2 separate regions of the Callithrix jacchus genome follow, and region 2 is linked to region 1. A link is a contact called in public Hi-C data. All regions are on one chromosome and are shown on one strand. Each heading gives the region's core, a stretch centred on a gene start, on an enhancer-like site or on the middle of the called end of the contact. The rest is flanking DNA. Distances are from core to core; before and after follow the strand shown.

Region 1 (7,732 bases), core at 4,579-7,078:
TCCGAATTGCAGCAAGAGAGATTTGGGTTAGACAACAGAAGGAAGAACTTTCTTTTTTTTTTAATTTTTATTTTTTAAAGACGGGGTTTCACCATGTTGGTCTGGCTGGTCTTGAACTCCCGACCTCAGGTGATCCACCCGCCTTGGCCTCCAAAGTGCTTGGATTACAGGCGTGAGCCACCACGCCCAGCCGTGGAGGAAGAAGTTTCTAATAGCCCATCAGTGAACTGGGATGATGGATGAAGGGAAGAAAAAGGCAGGAATCATTCTCAAGAAAGCCCTCATCGAGGGAGAGGAGCACCTACTCAACTGTGCTTAGGGGAAGGAGGCTGCATCTCTGGGATGGAGACCTGGAAGGCGAGGGCCAGTCACCTTGGTTGCATGCTGGGTCTTCGTTGTCAAAGCCACATTTGGGGACGTCGGGAGGAGGGTACCCCAGGGGCCAGCTCAATTTGCGCCCCGACACAGCCACCAGCTCTTGGGAAGTCCCATTGTAGTTCAGTACAACCTATGGGAGAGCAGGAGTGGTGGCTAGGCCAGGGCCTGAGGGGAAGGCTGCTGTGTAGCACAGCAATGTCACCTCCTACCTACCCCAGCTCTGCTTCCAGAGCTTATATATGTCTGGGTTGTCACCTGTTTACCAAGCCCCTGCTGCAACTGGATACTGGACCTCATACCACACACGTATTATTCAAGTGGAAACACCTGACAACTATCAAGAATTTTTACAAAGAAAACTCCATATAGAACCCAATGTCTACACTCAGGGAGTTTATAATCTTGGTTGAGGCACCAACCAAGCATTGATTTTTCTCTACCTATTTTCTTGGTAGAAAACAGAATAAGGCCGTGTTCACCTCAGCCTACATCCCCAGGCCCAATCCATGTGCCCCTCTTCCAGGAAACCTTCTCTGGATGACCTGTCCCTTGCTGCCATCGGTCTCAGTGGCTTCCTGTCCTCACTCACTTGTAGAGGTGTGTAATGTGCATCCTTTGTGACCCTGCCTCTGCTGGGAGGCGGTCCTGCCTGCTTCCCTTCGGAGCTCTCTGAGGCCAGGGTTGTGCTCTCTCCTCAGGCATGGGGCTCCCCAAGTGTGATGCCTGTGGGTCCCTATCGTTCTGGTGGCTTTCCCAGACTGGAGCTGGGTCTGTCTTATTCAGGGCTCTCGTAAGTGTCCAGGCACGGTAGAGTGGCTACAGGATAAAAGGTGCCCTGGTAAGGCTGTGGGGGGAAGTAGGAGGGTGAGATGCCATTTGGAGTTGGCACTGTCTTCTGGGTGCACAAACTTACCCTGAAGGCACCAGTCTCGGGATCCATATCCCAGAGGGAGAAGTCTGTTTCCCGATCACCACTGCTATCAATTTTCAGGTGTCCTGTCACACCTGAGGACACAGGGGAAGATGACTGTGTGGGAGAGAATGGAAGTTCAGCGGTATCCCACTTCATCTCTTCATCCTCTCATCTTTTTTGCCTTGCCTTCCAAACATACATGCATACAGAATGACAGTAAATGGTAAAAGGGCCGGGCACTGTGGCTCATGCCTGTAATCTCAGCGTTTTGGGAGGCTGAGGCAAGCGAATCACCTGAGGTCAGAAGTTTGAGACTAGCCTGCCAACATGAAACCCTGTCTCAACTAAAAAAACCTGCCAGTGTCCTCCTCCATCATCAGGAAAGACATGGAACAATGGGAAGGGAGGGAGGGTGATAACTGGGAATTGGGAAGGATGGAAGCTGGCAGAGGATCGTGGAGTGGGGGCTCAAGTTCCACGCTGGAGGGTCCCAGAACCTCTGGCTCTTTATATGTAATGATTTTGGCAGCCTGAGGAAGGGGTCAGTGGAGAGCGGAGAATTGGGAGCTGACTCTATGCCCGCAGTACTGTGGGGCCCCAACAGTCAGGAGCCCACCTCCCAGAGCTAGGTCTCTGCTTAGCTCAAGGTCAAACAGGACCCTATGCTCTGCAAGAAGTGATGCCCATCCCCCAAAAATACAAAAAATTAGCCAGGTGTGGTGGCGGACACCTGTAATCCCAACTACTCAGGAGGCTGAGGCAGGAGAATCGCTTGAACCTGGGAGTTGGAGGTTGCAGTGAGCTGAGATCTAGCCACTGCATTCCAGCCTTGGGAACAGAACGAGACTCCATCTCAAAAATAAAATAAAATAAAAGGATCCAGTGCCCAGCAGGGATGATTGAGGTTGGACACTCAGTAGGACTTCTGGAGGGATGCGCCTGAGAAAAAGCTGTGGAGGAAAAGGCTGGTGTGCACTGGTGACTCTGTGCTACAGACTTCTCACGACAGTGGGCACCTGGGATTCATCCCCCAAGGCTGCCCATTCCAGCCACCTCAAGGCCCTGACCTTGAAAGCTTCGGTTCCACATCCGCTGAGTGATGTTCTCCCCATCAGTGACAGTTCCTCCATGTGCCAGAGTCTCCGTCACTGCCTGGACATAGAGCAGCAGCCCATCATGGAAGGACGCTGGGATGGTGTTCACCTGTGGGGGCAAGCAGAGGTTGGCTGGGGTGAGGTGAATGAAGGGCATGGAGTTGGGGGCTGTGGGGAAGGGAATGAGAGGCACTGGGAGTTTGGAAGAGGATAGGAGAAAATAACACCCCTACATCACTGGGAGATTTTACTATTTATTTATTTTTGTTGTTGGTACCAACAGACTATTTAGATTTTACTATTTAAATGATGCCTTTGGATTAGCATCGCTTCCTGAATCACACTAGGCACACAGGGCGGGATGTATCATCTCTGTATTATGGATGGTAACCTGAGTTTCAGAGGCTGAACTTGCCAGTGTCCTCCTTCATCATCAGGAGGAGGCACTGATGATGCCTTGGAGTTGGCCCTGTCTTCCGGATGCACGAACTTACCCTGAAGGCACCAGTCTTGGGATTCACATCCCAGAGGGATAAGTCGGGAGAGACATGGAACAATGGGAAGGGAAGGAAGGGGAGAACTGGGAAGAGGGAATGGAGGCTGGCAGAGGGTCGTGGAGTGGGGGCTGAAGGTCCACGCTGTAGGGTCCCGGTACCTCTTCTTACCAGGCCGTCCTCCATGGTGAAGTTGAACTGCTCCCGGGCCAGGTGTTTTAGCTGCTTCAGGAATTCCAAGTACTCGGGATTATCTGGTTCTTTATATGTAATGATTTTGACAGCCTGAGGAAGCGGTCGGCAGAGAGCAGAGAGTTGGGAGCTGACTCTATCCCCGCAGTACCATGGGGCCCCAACAGTTAGAGCCCACCTCCCAGAGCTGGGTCTCCGCTTAGCTCAAGGTCAAACTGAACCCTATTCCCCGCATGAAGTGATGCCCATTCCAAAGCAGGGAATCCAAAGGGATGGCTTCTCCAAGTCCTGTCCAGACAGTGGGACTTTAACCTCCTCCCCTCTAAAGCCCATTTTCTTCTTTTTAGCCTGCTGGTGCTCAAGCGCCCCGGCTAGTCCCCTGCCTTTCACTGCCTAATTCCCAGAGAGCATCACCAACCACTTTTCTGTTCTGTGAGTTACCATGAGTGCATGAAGAAACAAACAGACCAAACCTTTTTTTTCTGGAATTCTTTCAGACACTGAGGGACACAGTGCCCAGAAATGACGTGCCACAAGCTGAGATGGCCTGAGCTTCAAACCTAGGTACTAACTTCAAACCTAGGTACTCACCTCAAACCTAGGTACTCACCTGAAAGGCTTGGCGGGCACTGACATCCTGCCCATCTCCTCTCTCCCAGGGCCTGCGGGGAACAGGGCCCTGTCCACCTTGCAGGCTTTGCCCAAAGATATCCAGGTGAAAGAAAACGTAGTCCTCCCCACTCAAGCCAGCTTCCAGGGCCAGAAGCATAAGGGCTCTGAAGGCATCAGGCGAGCTGCAGATGTAGATAACTGCAGAAAAAGGAGTATTCAGAGAGAGAAGCCTAGGTACTGTGGGAGAGACAGGGCTAGGAAAGCGGAGGCACCGAGGGGAGGAGGTTAGAGATGGGGGGCAGGAGAAGCCCGGTGAGAGTTAAGTGGCAACCCGGCTCAGCCTAGACCACGGCAGGGCAGGAGAAAGACGAAGGGTCGAAGGCGATGTGGGGGGCGGAAGAGAGGAAGGGACAGATATGGAGAGGGGAATAGTGGAGCTGAAGGTAGAGAAGGGTGGGGCCAGGAGGGCGACAGGAGCGAGGGCGGGGGGCGGTGCGGAGAGGACTTTGAGGAGCGACGGGAAGAGAGGATGAAGGTGGGGAGAAGGCTATAGGGAAGCGAGAAAATGCGGGAGATAAAAAGGGACCGGAACTGAGCTTTGCCAGGGTTGGAGGGAGTGAGTGGGGGTCGGGGAGGTGAGAGTATAGAGGCGCGGTGCAGGGTGGCTAAAAAGAGAGGGAAATAGAAAACTCCGCAGCAGAAAGGGCCTAGGAGCTGAGAGGGGAATGAAGACCGGGGAGGAGAAAGAAGAGTGGCCCGGACGAGAGACGAGAGTGGAAGTCAGAGGGGAAGCCCTGCGGCGGAGCTGCGGGACCCGGTGCGCCCGCGTCTCACCTCGGCCTTTGCGCGGCACGGTCCGCAGCAGCCTGGTGTAGTGGCCGAGGTCGTTCTCGGCGAACTCCAGGTGGTCCACCGTGATATTGAGGCGGTCGCGGACACGCATAAACAGCCCCTCCACGAGGAAGAAGCAGTGCTCGTCGTCACCCGGCCGGTAGGCGTAGAGCATGAGCGCCTGGCGCTCCCAGCCCAGCCGTCGGTGCAGCGCCGCCACGAAGTCGCCCAGCTTTGCGTAGCTGGGCCCCGCGCGGGTGGTCAGCGCGTACTCGTCCTTGACACCGAAGCCCAGCGCCGGGGCGCCGGCGGTCAGCAGCGGCACCCGCCAGTGCGCGGTGAAGCGCCCTACCGGGGCGGCGGCGTACACGCAGCCCGGGCCCAGGAACACCGCGGGGTTGTGCTCCCACTTGAGGTCCACCGCGGCCAGGGGCGCGGCGGTGTCAGAGCAGACGCCCAGCGCGTTCTCGCTGCTGCCCAGCACCGTGCGGACCGTCCAGCCTGGCAGCAAGTCGGGGCGCGCCTTCACCCGGGCCAGGGCCAGCTCCACGGCGGGTCCCACGCGCGCCCACGACCACGGGTACGAGGTGTTGGCCAGAGGCAGTACCACGGCTATCGTCAGGTTTCCCGCGCGGCTGCCCCGGAGTAGCAGCAGCAGCGGCGGCAGCAGCAGGAGCAGGAGCAGGCGCAGGCGGGAGCCGGCGGGACGCCGGGGCCCCGGCATGGCCTCAGCGGGCACCGCAGCGGGCGAGCGCTCCCACCATGGCCTCCTCCGTCCCCTACGGCTCAGCGGCTGGTCCCAGGCATCAGGCGCGTCCCTATGGGAAGAATTATGAGCGGGACAGGGGCGCTCACCCCGGGGTACGAGGCCCCCTGTAGCTACGACGGTCTGGGCGGAGAGCGCGAGGGGCGCGATGGAGGGGGACGCGCAGGGCGCCGCGGAGCAGGTGGGTGCCAGGAGAACGTCAGGCCAGAGGACCCGAGTGTGAACAACTGGGCTTGTGCGTGCGTGTGTGTGTGTGTGAGAGAGAGAGAGAGAAAGAGAGAGAGAGCGCTCCGTGGAGAAGGATGGGAGAAGGCCCGCGAGGGAGGGAAGAGGAGAGTGTGTGTTTGTAGCGTGCGTGCGCGCCTGCCTCGGGGAATGTGCCAGAAGGGGCGTCCGGCCGGCCCAAGTCTCCGGCTGTCCGGAGGGAACCGTGGAGGACCCGAGCCAAGCTCCGAACCCTCCCTCCCGGCCGCTTCCCCTCCCAGACTCAGTGACAGAAGAGCCAATCCTGGATCTTTAACTCCTTCCTTCCCGCCGTCCAGCCCGTGCGCTTCCCGGTGGATCCTCTTCCCAGGTCTCGGCTGCCCATGCCTTCCTCCTCGGACAGGACCCTCTGAAGGTGCGCCCTCGCCGGGATGGAAGGTAGAGCTGAACGGAGCGTGTGTGTGGAAGCAGCCGGGGCCCATTTGCGCCCCACCTTTTCGCTCGCCTCCTATCTGGTTTTCTCCGAGGAAGAGGGAAAGATGTGCTGGTTTGGGATCCCGGCAGGAAACTGTGAGTGCGTGGATGTGTGTGTTTGGGAGTCGGTGCAAGGTGCCGGGTTTCTGGAAAGGGCCGTGAAAGTTGAAGGCGAGCCCAGAGTGCTTGTTACCCAGCCCTTCTATGATCCCGATCTCTTTCCCTGACTGCCATCTTCCAGATTGTGCAGATTCGCCGTGAAAAAATGAGCTCGTGTCAGGGCAGAATTAAATCTTTAGGGCTCAAATTTTAGGAAGCTGAGGAGAGCGGGTGGGTGACTGGGAGAGAATAGTTTCATACTTCAGGGCCTCCCCCAGAAATGACTGTTTTGTGTTGAGGGTTGTTAAAATGAAGGCTGTAGGAGATGATGTTGGAAATAATCATTGGAGGCCTAAATTGGGGAGTGGGTTTTGGGGCACTTGACAGCTGGTGCCCCGGTCCAGACTGCTGTGGAATCAGTGTGCCCTCTAATGGTCATCAGAAGTCACTGACGGCACTGCAGCGCCAACCTCTCCAAGGCTGCGCCTAAGTAGGACATAAGATCAGCAAACTTCTGGTCAGCAAACATTTCCAGATAACCTTCTGTGCTGTCAATCACAAGCACCCACTAGGTGCCGAGGGCATAAAGATGAATCTATATATAGTTCGTGCCTTTGAAGAGCTCTGTTTGGAACAAATAACCGTAATGCAACATGCATGGGAGACATGGATAAATTGCTAAACGACTCAGATGAGGGCTATTCATTCTGCTTGGATTGGGGCCGGAAAATCTCCAAAGAGAAATAATTCAACGAGGACAGAAGGATGAGAAAGGTATTCTGTGTAGACAGAGCAGAATGTTGAAGTATATTGCCTATGTATGGAATTTTAGGAGACTTGAATATTCTTTTTTTTGAGACGGAGTTTTGCTCTTGTTACCCAGGCTGGAGTGCAATGGCACGATCTTGAATCACCACAACCTCTGCCTCCTGGGCTCAAGCAATTCTCCTGCCTCAGCCTCCCGAGTAGCTGGGACTACAGGTGCACGCCACCATGCCCAGTTAATTTTTGTATTTTTAGTAGAGACGGGGTTTCACCATGTTGACCAGGATGGTCTCGATCTCTTGACCTCATGATCCACCTGCCTCGGCCTCCCAAATTGCTGGGATTATAGGCATGAGCCACTGCGCCCGGCCCTCTTTTCTCTTTTTTTTGAGATGGGAGTTTTGCTCTTGTTGTCCAGGCTGGAGTTCAGTGGCCCAATCTCAGCTCACTGCAACCTTGGTCTCCTGGGGGTCAAGCAGTTCTCCTGCCTCAGCCTCCTGGGAATACAGGCACATGCCTGGCTAATTTTGCATTTTTAGTAGAGACCGGTTTTCACTGTGTTGGTCAGGCTGATTTCGAACTCCTGATCTCCGGTGAGCCACCCACTTCAGCCTCCCAAAGTGTTGAGATTACAGGTGTAAGCCACTGCACCTGGCTGAGACTTGAATATTCTTTTTTTTTTTTTAATTATTTTTTATTTTTTTGTTTTTCCGGTATCTTGCATTGGAAGAATACTCTTACCATCCAGAGCAAATTGTGGTCGATAGGCCAACTTGAGATGATAGGCATGCTTTGTTTGATTTGCATTCTCTCTACATATATTTAATTGTCCACACTTAAAAATCATAAGATGCCACATGAATATTTGGATTTATGATTTTTTTTTTTTTTTTTTTAAGATGGAGGTCTC
Region 2 (7,341 bases), core at 4,777-7,276, 320 kb before region 1:
GCCCCGTCTCTACTAAAAATACAAAAATTAGCTGGGTGTGGTGGTGGGCACCTGTAATCCCAGCTACTCAGGAGCTGAGGCAGGAGAATAGCTTGAATCTGGGAGGTGGAGGTTGCAGTGAGCCAAGATCATGCCATTGCACTCCAGGCTGGGTGACAAGGGTGAAACTCTGTCTGAAAAATAAAAAAGGTTGGCTGGGTGCAGTGGCTCATGCCTGTAATCAATCCTAGCACTCTGGGAGGCTGAGGCGGGTGGATCACCTGAGGTCAGGAGTTTAAGACCAGCCTGGCCAACATGGTAAAAACCTGACTCTACTAAAAATACAAAAATCAGCCAGGCGTGGTGGCAGGTGCCTGTAATCCCAACTTGGGAGGCTGAGGCAGGAGAATTGTTTGAACCTGGGAGGCAAAGGTTGCAGTGAGCTGAGATCGTCCATTGCACTCTAGCCTGGGACACAAGAATGAAACTGTCTCAAAAAAAAAAAAAAAAAAAAAGTCGGACATGATGTGTGCACCTCTGTAGTCCTAGCTACTTGGGAGGCTGCAGTAAGCCATGACTGCCCCACTGCACTCCAGTCTGCAATCCTGTCTCCAAAAAAAAAGGCATAAAGTTTTATTGAGGGTAAGATTAGATGCAAATCAGAGTGTTCCAAAGAAATGACATCCTGAGTAGGACATAAAGGATTTAAAAGGTCACTGAATTTAAAAGGTCATTGATGATCTAAAAAAAAAAATGTTTCGGCCAGGCACAGTGGCTCACGCCTGTAATCCCAGCACTTTGGGAGGCCGAGGCAGGTGGATCACACGGTCAGGAGTTCAAAACCAGCCTGGCCAATGTGATGAAACCCTACCTCTACTAAAAATACACAAATTAGCTGGACATGATGGTAGGCACCTGTAGTCTCAGCTACTCAGGAGGATGAGGCAGAGGTTGCAATGAGCCGAGATCACACTACTGCACTCCAGCCTGGGCAAGAGCAAGACTCCATCTAAAAAAAAAGTTTTAAGGTAGAGATTACAATTGTAAATGGAATCAGCATACTATCACAAGTTTAGTGAAGGGAAGCATGTTACCTGGGGTTAAAGTGCACGGAAAGGTAACCAGCATTTTAAAGTAGCAGAGGATTTAAAGGATCCTTTGTAATCTAAGCGGAAGAAATAAGAGGTTCAAGAATTGGAGTTTTATTACTCTGGAGATAGGAAGAAGTCAAAAAGAGGTGGATGAACCAAGTATAGTTCACACCTGAACTCTCTACTGAGAGCTGGGTTTTGATTACTTCTGGTAGATACTCATGACTATTTTTAGTCAAATTTTAAAATGCAGCTAGAGGTTGCAGAGAGCTGAGATCATGCCACTGCTCTTGAGCCGGGGGAACAGAGCGAGAGCAAGATTGTCTCAAAATAAAAATTAGCTGGGCGTGATGGCTCATGCCCGTAATCCCAGCACTTTGGGAGACCGAGGTGGGCAGATCACGAGGTCAGGAGATGGAGACCATCCCGGCCAACATAGTGAAACCCTGTCTCTACTAAAAATACAAAAATTAGCTGGGCATAGTGGTGTGTGCCTGGAATCCCAGCTACTCAGGAGGCTGAGGCAGAACTGCTTGAACCTGGGAGTCAGAGGTTGCCGTGAGCCAAGATCACGACACTGCATTCCAGCCTGGTGACAGAGCCAGACTCGATCTCAAAAAAATTAATTTAAAAAATGCAGCATCTGCCCATGGTTGTGTTATTAAATAACTATTATCTTGTTTTGTTATGACCAATGAATGCATAGATCATTGTGAAGATTCAGGCATCCTCAAGAGGTTCAGTGGTTTTTACCAGATCCTGCTCTTGACCCTCTTTGCAGTACTGTCATCAACAGCTTTCATCTTTCTAGGTAAAGAGTCCTTATTTTCAGTACCATAGACTTTGATATGGAAACTCCATTTTATTTCACAAACTATTAAGGATGAAAATTAGCTACTTATCACATACAATTTTAACAAGCAGTTTAAACTAAGTTATCCTCCCTAGTCCAAATCACCTAGTGGATTAAACGTCCTCCTCCGCCAGGTGAGGTGGCTCACACCTGTAATCTCAGCACTTTGGGAAGCTGAGGCAGGTGGATCACCTGAGGTCAAGAGTTCAAGACCAGCCTGGCCAACAAGGTGAAACCCCATCTCTACTGAAAATAATTAGCTAGGTGTGGTGGCACAAGCTTGTAATCCCAGGTACTTGGGAGCTGAGTGGGGAAAATTGCTTGAACCTGGGAGATGGACGTGAGCCAAGATTGTGCCACTGCACTGCACTCTGGGTGACAGGAAAACTCCGTTTCCAAAAAAAAAAAAAAAAGTCCTCCTCAACTTACTACCAAGAAGCAAAAAAACTAGATTTGGCAAACACACACCACTCAGAAGTGGAAACCACTATTAAATCTTGAGGCTTCACAGCTCTTTTGCTGAAATTCATAGGGATAACGCAAGTAATACAACAGACTGAGTGCCACAGCTCACACCTGTAATCCTAGCCCTTTGGGAGGCCCAGGTGGGAGGATGGCTTGAGGATAGGAATTTAAGACCAGCCTGGGCAACAGTGAGACTCCACCTTTACAAAACAGCTTAAAAATTAGCTGGGTACGGTGGCACACACCTGCAGTCCCAGCTACTAGGGAAGCTGAGGCAGGAGGATTGCTTGAGCCAGGGAATTCAAGTCTGCAGTTAACAGTGATTTTGCCTCTATACTCCAGTGACATCCTGTGACTAAAAAAAAAAATTTGAGATAGAGTCTCTCTGTCACCCAGGCTGGAGTGCAGTGACGTGATCTCAGCTTACTGCAACCTCCGCTGCCCAGGTTTCAAGCAATTCTGCTTTGGTCTACGGAGTAGCTGGGATTACAGGCACCCATCACCATTCCCAGCGAATTTTTGTATTTTCAGTGGAGACGGGTTTCACCATGTTGGCCAGGCTGGTCTCCAACTCCTGACCTCAGGTGATCCACTGGTCTTGGCTTCCCATAGTGCTGGGATTACAGGCATGAGTCACCACACCCAGCCTAAAAAAACTTAAGTAGCACATCACAACTGTCTACATTGCATTTCCCCGTATCTTTTAGCCAAAAGCTGAAACTCTAAAATGGATTAAATTGGGGTAAAAACTTCCTTGAATAGTGTATTACTATTACTTATTTTGAAGAATTACTTTAGCAATATTAAATCTCACTCTAGAGTTGACTTTGCCCTTTTTAAGGCAAAGTTCCTCAGACATGCCATTTGTGACATTTCCTTTGTCCTTTTTCCAGCATACAACGCCTTCCTAAACAAGATTCAAACAGTTCCAGTTGTGTATGTACCAACTCTAGGAACACCACAGCCAGGTAAAAAAATCTGTCCTTATCTTTGAAAAGTTCAGATATACACATTTAATTTACTTAACCTTTCCCTCTTTACTTCTAGGTTCTCTTAACACAAGTTCTCCCTCTCCCTTCATGAGTCCACAGCCTCCACCAGCCCAAAGTCGGCTGCAACATTGGTTATGGAGTATAAGGAAGTAACCTCTATTGGACAAATTCCTTTTAACTGTAGGGGAATGAAGATTTCTAGTCCTAAACAAAAAGCCTAACAGCAACTTCTACACTGTTTCCAGAAAAGCCTTCTACGAACTATAAAGGACCCTAAGCTGTTTCTTTAAACTGGTGTGTTGGATTGTGTTGCAAAGAGTATGTCAGCTCTTAATTCTAAAAAAAACTTGGTTAAAAAAAGATACAGCTTCCCCCTCCCCTTAAAAAAAAAAATACATGGTCAGGCGAGGTGGCTCATGCCTGTAACGCCAGCACTTTGGGAGGCTGAAATGGGGGGATCGCCTAAGGTCAGGAGTTTAAGACCAGCTTGGCCAATATGGTGAAACCCTGTCTCTACTAAAAATACAGAAAGTAGCTGGGTGTGGTGGCATGTACACCTGTAGAGCCAGCTACTTCGGAGGCTAAGGCAGGAGAATCACTTGAACCCGAGAGGCAGAGGTTGCAGTGAGCCAAGATTGAGCCACTCCAGCCTGGGCAACAAAGCAAGACTCTGCCTCAAACCACACACACGACCAGGCACAGTGGCTCATGCCTATAATCTCAGCACTTTGGGAGGCCAAGGCACGTTATCACCTGAGGTCAGTTCAAAGACCAGTTTAAAAAAACCAGGCCGGGCAAGGTGGCTCTTGCCTATAATCCCAGCACTTTGGGAGGCCGAGGCAGCCACATCACGAGGTCAAGAGATAGAGACCATCCTGGCCAACATGGTGAAAACCCATCTCTACTAAAATACAAAAAATAGCTGGGCATGGTGGCATGTGCCTGCAGTCCCAGCTACTCCAGAGGCTGAGGCAGAATTGCTTGACCAGGGAGGTAGAGGTTGCGGTGCCAGGCGAGAGAGGGAGACTGTCTCAACAAAATTTTTTTACCCAATGAGCCTAGGTGGTTTAAAACGCCCCCAAACGGATTTTTAAAGTAATTGGCCACTTACTTGCCCAAACTGACTCTAATCTTCTCTTTCCGGTTGCCCTGAATACTTGAGACAGGATCCTAACAGTTAAACAAGACAATAAACAGGATTTATCCAAAATGTGTTTATTAAGATAGTTTCCCACTCATCTTGATTCAGAGTGCTTTTAGTGCTGCTTCCTCCTGAAAGAACATCCTGGAGGAAAAAGGTTCAGAGATTAGCTGATGACAGCCCAGGTATTCTGCCCACCTCCCCCACGAAACAAGCAGATGCCAGGAGATCCACCCACAGAAAGCTACATCTTTATTTTTCTGAAGTTTTAGCTACAGAATCATTTATATCATTTGGGTCACTTCATATCAACTTGAGCCCTTTTACTGCCCATTGACCCCAGCTTTAGACAGTAGTGCTTTGAGATTAGTATGTAGTTTTTGGTAGTATCTACTTAAAGAAAAAAACCATCAAATCCAACACTTCTTGTCTGAAAGTTTACATTATACATAATCTTTGTCACTCTAAGATTGAAATATCCAAAGGAAAAAAAAAAAAACGAAAATTGAAAGATCCTGAGAAGTGTTTTCATTTCTATAAAGCAAAAACTCAAACAAAACAAAAAAGAAAAACAAAGCCCCAAATCACATTAGTAAACCATTTACCTTCTGTAAGCCTTGCTTTTCCTCCTGTAGGCTGGCAGAGGACAGTGGAGCAACCAACACACAAAACTACCGTTTGTGCATGGCTGAAGACCGTGGTGATTTTATAGCATCCTAAAAAAAAAACAGATTAACATTTTCTTCCTCTACTACACCCGTATCTTTCCGGCATTTATGCCCAACTCCATTACTGTTTCCCAACACAAAAAAAGATAGGGATTGGATGTGAAACGTGATGGGGGATCACGCTGAAATGAATCACTCCTCCTAAGATGCAAAACGTTGCCAGTCTCATACATCCTAATTTTAAGAGTATCAGGAAAAATTTTTCACAGGCGAAGAAACTGAAGCTGCTGGACAGCTTCACGAATACGACACAGCTCACTCAACTTTTTCCAAGTGTTGAGGTCCAGTGCTTTCCCCACTACAGCAAGCCGTCTCCTCACCTGGGCATTTCACATCCATGAAGTAGGAATTGGGGCTTTGCACCAGGCGTTTCTTCTTGTGTTTCCTCTTCTCCTCTTCTGGAGACGGATGAAGGAGATCCTTTGCTAGCTAAGAAGGACAGAAATGCAGAGATTTAGAAACCAACGGCGAAAATGGGATGCTCGAAAACAGCCCCGACTGTCACACACCGGGGAGAGCTCGCCCCTCGCCGCCCCTGATGTCTGCGCAGCTGGGCCGCCATCTTATCTCCTCTCCGCTCCCGTCTATGCGGGTGGCCCGTGGACCGCTGCGGTCCCTGGAGTTAATGTCCTAAGTGCAGAGGGCAAATGAGGACCCTCTGCGATCCGAAATCAGCGGGAGGGGAGCGTGCGAACAGAAGAGCGAGATCTCCGCCGAAACCTGGACCAAAGCACTCACAGGCATGTTCTCGTGCGTAGATCGTCACCGCCGGAAAGGAGCGAAAGCGGAAATCCTGCCCCTTATATTGGACACACTACAGGAAATGACGCAAGACTCTTGTGCCGCCATGTTTGGAAGGTCCTACTTGGCTCTGCCGCGGTGAGGAGACAAGGGAGCTGTCATTTTCGGAAGGTCTTTAACTGATGGTTGTGACACAGATGCGTCACCATGCTGAGAGCGCTACCTTGCTATCCTGAGGTCAGCGTTTGATCACTATCAAGGGATAAATGGACACTTTTAAAATTTTGTGCCATATCTTGACAATTGAAGCCTAATAGGAAAGTGAGGAAAACACCAAGGAGAAGGAACCATATCCCAGAGTTACGTACTTTTTTTTTCTTTTTTTTTTTTTTTTTGAGACAGTTTCACTCTGTCACCAGGCGCCAGGCTGGAGAGCAGTGGCGCGACCTCGGCTCACTGCAGTCTCGCCTCCCAGGTTCAAGCAATTCTCCTGCCTCAGCCTCCCGAGTAGCTGGAACTAGAGGCGCGCGCCACCTCGCCCAGCTAATTTTTTGTATTTTTTAGTAGAGACGAGGTTTCACCATGTTGGCCTGGATGATCTCGATCTCTTGACATCGTGAACCGGCCTCGGCTTCCCAAACTGCTGGGATTACAGGGGTGAGCCACCGCACCCGGCCTATTAAAAAATGTATTTATTTATTTATGAGACACAGTCTCCCTCTATCGCCCAGGCTGGAGTCAGTGGTGCGATCTTGGCTCACTGCACCACCTAGCTTCTGTACTATTTTTTAATTACCGATATTATTTTTTTTTCTTTCTTTTTCAGAGGCCAGTGCAGTGTTCAGAATTTACTTATATTCCTAACTCTTTTTCTGTTGTTTTAATTTACCCATATTTAACAACAGGCGCGGTGGGTCACGCCTGTTATCCCAGCACTTTGGGAGGCCTAGGAGGGTGGATCACTTGAGGTCAGGAGTTCGAGACCAGCCTGGCCAACGTGGTGAAACCCGTCTCTACTAAAAATACAAATATTAACCGGCCGTGTGTTGAAAAACGCGCGCTTTGAATGAAGAAACCTTCCAAACAGGCTTTGTGTGAGCAACATGGCTGTTTATTCACCTGGGTGCAGGTGGGCTAAGGCCAAAAAGGGCATTAGCAAAGGGCGGTTGGATAGGAGTTGGTTTTATAGGTTTGGGTAGTTTCTTGGGGGGCAGGGGTGTTGCAGAGTAAGTTCAGTTACAGTGTTTGGGCGGTAGGGGCAAGGACAAGTATACATGACCACAAGTTCAGTTACAATGGCAGGGTTGGGTGAGAGGTATTTACATTATCATGAGAACAGATAAGATGGCAG

What was found. Hi-C and Micro-C count contacts between places; a contact is called where the count stands out from the background.
Region 2: a contact with region 1 is called in a Hi-C map of skeletal muscle, with 6 times the contacts expected there. The contact joins the promoter of RPS27 here to the promoter of ILF2 in region 1. A contact is called at or near these places in 2 of 3 Hi-C or Micro-C datasets (both in skeletal muscle).

What each region holds. Positions count from the first base shown.
Region 1 is chr18:14,101,254-14,108,985 of calJac240_pri, reverse strand. It overlaps ILF2 (interleukin enhancer binding factor 2), which reads left to right and starts at 5,828. Exons shown (of 14, transcript XM_078355749.1): 1 at 5,828-5,899. It overlaps NPR1 (natriuretic peptide receptor 1), which reads right to left and starts at 5,659. Exons shown (of 21, transcript XM_035279288.3): 1 at 4,518-5,659; 2 at 3,682-3,881; 3 at 3,051-3,164; 4 at 2,359-2,494; 5 at 1,292-1,383; 6 at 373-508. The coding sequence starts at 5,238.
Region 2 is chr18:14,420,918-14,428,258 of calJac240_pri, reverse strand. It overlaps RPS27 (ribosomal protein S27), which reads right to left and starts at 6,026. Exons shown (of 4, transcript XM_078355792.1): 1 at 5,759-6,026; 2 at 5,570-5,678; 3 at 5,127-5,237; 4 at 4,580-4,665. The coding sequence starts at 5,588. The coding sequence ends at 4,637. RAB13 (RAB13, member RAS oncogene family) reads left to right here and starts at 6,078. Exons shown (of 8, transcript XM_035279951.2): 1 at 6,078-6,227. It overlaps NUP210L (nucleoporin 210 like), which reads left to right. Exons shown (of 39, transcript XM_035279949.3): 37 at 1,777-1,881; 38 at 3,282-3,356; 39 at 3,436-3,672. The coding sequence ends at 3,533.